Regions from separate parts of the Hordeum vulgare genome. Here region 1 is linked to region 2. The links are chromatin contacts, called in public Hi-C maps. All regions are on one chromosome and are shown on one strand. Each heading gives the region's core, a stretch centred on a gene start, on an enhancer-like site or on the middle of the called end of the contact. The rest is flanking DNA. Distances are from core to core; before and after follow the strand shown.

What was found. A called contact is a pair of places that touch in the nucleus more often than the background predicts.
Region 1: a contact with region 2 is called in a Hi-C map of seedling, with 3 times the contacts expected there. The contact joins the promoter of LOC123452831 here to the promoter of LOC123395035 in region 2. A contact is called at or near these places in 2 of 6 Hi-C or Micro-C datasets (leaf and seedling).

The regions. Positions count from the first base shown.
Region 1 is chr5H:357,081,536-357,084,380 of MorexV3_pseudomolecules_assembly, forward strand. It overlaps LOC123452831 (ribulose bisphosphate carboxylase small subunit, chloroplastic), which reads left to right and starts at 1,326. Exons shown (of 2, transcript XM_045129554.1): 1 at 1,326-1,546; 2 at 1,669-2,295. The coding sequence starts at 1,400. The coding sequence ends at 2,049.
Region 2 is chr5H:356,710,413-356,713,355 of MorexV3_pseudomolecules_assembly, forward strand. It overlaps LOC123395035, which reads left to right and starts at 1,608. Exons shown (of 10, transcript XM_045089950.1): 1 at 1,608-1,768; 2 at 1,956-2,094; 3 at 2,772-2,860. The coding sequence starts at 1,707.

The DNA of each region.
Region 1 (2,845 bases), core at 76-2,575, 370 kb after region 2:
AATAACGGATGCAGGTTTTGAAAACTAGCGGCAACGGAGTGCCGATGCAATGCAGATGATGCGCATGATGCGATGATGAATGTGACAGACAATCTAATCGCACGACGGCAATAAAATATGAGGGGAATCTTATAGAACGTCGGTCTCGGGCTGTCACACACATGCACTTTTCAGGTTGCAACTCTCGCACCACATATCCTCTATTATGGGTACGGGATAGGTTTGGGAGTGATGTGAGGATGCTTGTTTGGGAGGGAGGGAGGGAGGGAGAGGGAGAGGGAGGAAGAGGGAGGGAGGGAGGGAGGGAGGGAGAGAGAGAGAGAGAGAGAGAGAGAGAGAGAGAGAGAGAGAGAGAGGAGGGAGGGAGGGAGGGAGGGAGAGGGAGAGAGAGAGAGGGAGGGAGGGAGGGAGAGAGAGGGAGGGATGGGGAGAGAGGGAGAGAGGGAGAAGGAGAGGGAGAGATGGAGAGTGAGAGCCAACGACTAACCAACACCACCTCGGTGTAGAAAATGAGGTGATCACACAATTTTGCATCATCATCATTATCACCATCGTTGTTTTTGTTGTTGTTGTGATGAATTGTGATGCTAGCCTTAGTTTGTTCGTGTGATTTTGTACATTGATGATCATTGTCATCACTGTTTTTTTTATTTTTATGTAATGTTGTTCTTATTGTTGTGATGTTTGCCTTAATTTATTCCTTTGAGTTTGTACACTCAAAGAAAATTCTACATGAGAGACATCAAGCAGCTAGCAATGCCATGCTTAGGAGTATCTTACTGTTGAATCCGAAAGTGAGATTGCAAACGGCGGCCAAAGTCGACCGGTTTTCACAGCGACACAACCATTTCATAAACTATCTATGCTGAGACTTGAGACATCATATCACGGACATGACTTCGGCATACTAACCGTGTAGGATGAAGGAAGCTGTGTTTGCCAAGTATTAATCTGGAAGTGTACCTAAGGCAGATGCCCTTTCACAATATATAATCACCTCTAGTTTCCCTCAAATAAAAGTTAACTCTAGTTAGTAGGCGTAGCAATGCTGATACATCTCACTATCTCACCATATATACGGTACAGCCAACCTGGAGAATAATGCAAATGGGCATGAGTGCAAGTAGCAAGCAATGAGTAGGGCCAGCAGCTAGCAGGGCACACGGCCGTTGATTCTATGGTGCAGAGGATAAGGCGCGCAGACATGTGGTTGTTTATCCCGACCTTATCAGGACGCGGTGATCCGCGGGGGCTTATCGCCGCTGCCGAACGGCAGCCACTCCTTCCACATCTTGTTCAGGAAGGGCCCAAGGGTTATATAAGCCTTGCTGACCCAACGAACCAGTCCTCAAGCCAGTGTGCCTCCCTCTAGCAAGCTATATACCTACATAGTACAGCTATGGCCCCCACCGTGATGGCCTCGTCGGCCACCTCCGTCGCTCCTTTCCAGGGGCTCAAGTCCACCGCCGGCCTCCCCGTCAGCCGCCGCTCGAACGGTGCTAGCCTCGGCAGCGTCAGCAACGGTGGAAGGATCAGGTGCATGCAGGTAAACAACATCGTCTCTGTCTTTCTAGTCATTTTTAAGCCGACGGATGTCAAGAAGAACAATCAAACGTGTAGAACTAGAGTTATAGTCTCTTAATGTATAGACGTGAATCTGATTTGCAGGTGTGGCCCATCGAGGGCATCAAGAAGTTCGAGACCCTGTCTTACTTGCCACCACTCAGCACGGAGGCCCTCCTTAAGCAGGTCGACTACCTGATCCGCTCCAAGTGGGTGCCTTGCCTCGAGTTCAGCAAGGTTGGGTTCATCTTCCGTGAGCACAACGCATCTCCTGGGTACTACGATGGCCGGTACTGGACAATGTGGAAGCTGCCTATGTTCGGATGCACCGACGCCACACAGGTGCTCAACGAGGTGGAGGAGGTCAAGAAGGAGTACCCTGACGCGTATGTCCGCATCATCGGATTCGACAACATGCGTCAGGTGCAGTGCGTCAGCTTCATCGCCTTCAAGCCACCAGGCTGCGAGGAGTCCGGCAAGGCATAAACAGCTCACTGACGATGGGCCACATATAAAGTGCCATTGCAGTTTTGTCAACTCTGACATTGCTTTGGGTTTTCCTTCTCCATTTATCTTTCTTATTTGTTCCTAAGAATATGTGTATGTCCATGTTCATGTACCAACATGGCTCGAGAAAACATGCTTGTATGTGAATGCTGTCGGTGGCTATGTATATGCACGTACGCATAATATTATACAATAATATGTCAACTATATACGTTTTAATGGTAACCAATGGAAAATATCTCCAGCACCGTGCTTATACTTTTTATTAGGAACTTCTGTCTTAGTTTTTATCCCTAAGATGTAGGGTTATAAACATGGCCCCACGGAACGTTGGCCAATAATATGATATTAGTTGTATCTATAAGTGTGACATAGGGCTAAATCTCAGGCTAGAGTATAACTAAAGGGAAAATGAGGAAGTTGTATTATATTTCTTGCAAAGATAGAATTATTACAATCTATCTATACTTATACTAATTCTAGACTTTCTAAAAATTCCCATGTTAATTAAAAATTAGGAACCGTTGATCCCGTGGGGCCGAATTACTACGGTGTAGATCAATCCTGAAAATTCTAAGATTAGTTAAAATTCCCTATGATTTATGTTACTCTTGTGCCAAAAAAATCTCTTGCGCCAACAAAAAGAACCAATGAACCAAACCACACCAAAATCTGACACAATCTCCTAGGTATTTTTTTTTCCTTGGTAAATCTCGCATGGCTCTCTCTCACGTACGTCCAAAACCTGACCCAAATTATCAGGTCTCATATATCC
Region 2 (2,943 bases), core at 358-2,857:
GCCTAGTCAACTAGAGACTTACTAGGGACATTGTTTTGTCTATATATCCACACATGCATTTATGTTTCCATTCAATACAGTTATAGCATGGATAATAAACGATTATCTTGAAACAAGAAATATAATAATAACTATTTTATTATTGCCTCTAGGGCATATTTCCAACACCACTCTCCTTGCAGGACTGGATACCGGAGGCACAATGGCTCTAGGATGGTTGACAACATCATCCTCATTTAGGTTTGCTTTTAAGATTTCATCATCATATTAAGATAGCTACCAAAGGAACGGTGTCCAATATCAACAAACAACAACATTCTATCTGTCTTCTCATCAAGACTAAGCTCCGTGAGACCATTATTACTGAGTGTAAGGATGGGGACACAGTAGTATACCTTCAACCTCCCTGCCATCTCATAACCAATCTCCTCAACAAGGTGTTCAATCATAATTGGTGATCAAATGACCTTCTCCAGATTATCATATCAAATGGCACGACCATTAACATAAGCACGGTTCCTTCCATGCCCAACAAAAAATCCATCATGATTGATTTCCACACATAAATGGGTGCTTCGAGGGCCTATACAACAAACAACATGCATCAGAATCGACTTCAGTATCATTTCAGTTGAGTATCTAAAATCTAAGCCCCGATTCTCAAATCACCAAATCCATTGCTGAAACCCTAGTACAATCCATCGAAACTACCAACCGCAAAGCATCTATAATGATAGTGCGGGCCAAAAAGGAGGGGTTTTAAACATCAAAACACAAAAAACTCGGATTTACGCAAGATGAAGACTTATTGTACACGGAGATGGCGTCCCTTCTCGCGACGAAGAGGGGCCATCGCCACCACCTATCGCCGGTGGAACAGACGCGGTGGCGGCGCCTCTGCAACCATAGAAGAAGTCAACACCTGCCCTCGCCGGGACGCCGATGATCGCCGGGGCGACGTCGCCTATGCAACGTCTCCCCTTTCGCCAATCAAAGACGAAGAGGCGTCGTCAGTGAAGGAGGGATGAATGAGGGTTTCAGCAATGCCCAAGTTTTTTTGCTTATTTTGCATAGCGTCACGTCCGCGGTTCGCCACCCCAACGACTGGTCAACAAGTGGTCAAACGAGCATGTACACACCACATACGCGCAACCGTGATCATATTTTCACGTCACATCGTATATAATGACCGTAACAGCCGTATTCCAAAGCTGGATGATCGTATCGTGCTTCCGTCTCAATTCCAATGACCGTGGGTGTATTTATCACAATTTTAAATATGAACTTTTCTTAAAACTAATATGTATATCACATCTAGATGTATTTTAGCAAAATTATTTTAAATATGAAGTTGATCACTACACATATGATGTGTTTTTTTTTCTTCCTTTTGATGAGAGATGGTAACGTGAGTTTTGACCAACCTAAAACACAGCCAAAACACCCGGAACGGCCGCGGCATGGCACACGACTTCGCTAGTCGCTACGTTCGCCGCCTAGGAACCGCACGTCAAGCCGCGACCTGGCACGCCCTGGCTGCGCCACCTGGGCCGCTTCCGCCATCCGCGCGGACCATATAGTAGATCCCAAACCCCCTCTCGCGAACATTCCACTGTTACACACACCTTTGCCCCCGTTCCCCCCTGCTCGATCCCCCGTCCCTCCGTTTTCGGCGCGGCCGCGAGGAGAGTTCGTCGTCGGCGGCGATGAGGTCGGCCCTGAGCCACCTGATCCGCTCCTCCAGCTCTGCCTCGCCCTCCCGTCTCAGGTGACCCCCGTCGTCCCTTCTCGTGTCATGCGTTTCAGACAGCCCCGAGGACATTGCGGTGGCTTTATCGCAGTCGCGAGCCGCATTTGGCGACCGGATTGTAGCGCGGAATCCTAATTTCTTCTTGTTGCCGAGATATTATCGCCGACTGTGTTTTCTCTTACCCTGGGTGGGACGATGTGAGCAGCTCGCCAGTTCTATTAAAGAACGGCAAGGCGTTCTCGAGCGATGCCACGCCCAGGGATTCCCGGCTGGTTGACGAGCCTTTCAAGGTCGAGGAGGCAGAACCCGTGAAGGTGCCGCCGCCGCCACCTTCTCCTGATAAGGTAATGGTGCGATTGAGTGCATTTTCCTAGTTTGCTGGAGATCGTTTTGTTACATCTCGATGGTACTTACTGTTCATACCCATATGCTCCGAGAGGCTCATTTTTGCCATGTGGATGAGCACCGTGGCACCAGCAGATACATCCTGTTGTGGATAGAACAGTTTTCCTCATGCCCACTGGAATCACATTATAGCAATCATGTGTGTGTGTGTGTGTGTTGGGGGGGGGGGGGGGCGCTGAAACTCGAGACTCGTGAGACCTTACTCTATAAGTTTATAGTTGATGATCAGTATTGGGAGTGAGGCTCTATACATCAGAAAGCAGAAATGCCACAGATATATAGTTGGGAATATCAGGGGACAAGTGGAGAAAATTGGATACCCCTGTTCAGTTTCTAACTTCACCCTTATTTCGTTTCATTAACATTGTATTGATACTTCACATTGATAATCATGTTATACATGTATGCACAACATTTCCGCATGGAGTGGTGTTTCATGCATGCACAGCTGTACATGTAATACTGTTCTATTTATAGAGATGGTTATCTTTTTTATTTTTGGTATAACTGGTGTAGCTCATTATATGCTTTTGGCGCGTTTGACACAATTTGTGAGTGTGTTTGTTCTTGTGTTCCATCTTTTGTTAGGATGCCTCTGACCTTTGTGTCAATATAGCTGCTTGTGCTAGGTGGAAGTGGTTTCGTTGGTTCACACGTTTGCAAGGAGGCGTTGGAGAGAGGATTTGTTGTCTCTAGTCTAAATAGGTAATTCCAGAAGCTATTTTTGTCAACTGATATTTCATTCTTTACTTCTTCTTTAGCCTTTGCATGAACGTGGGTTGCACTTT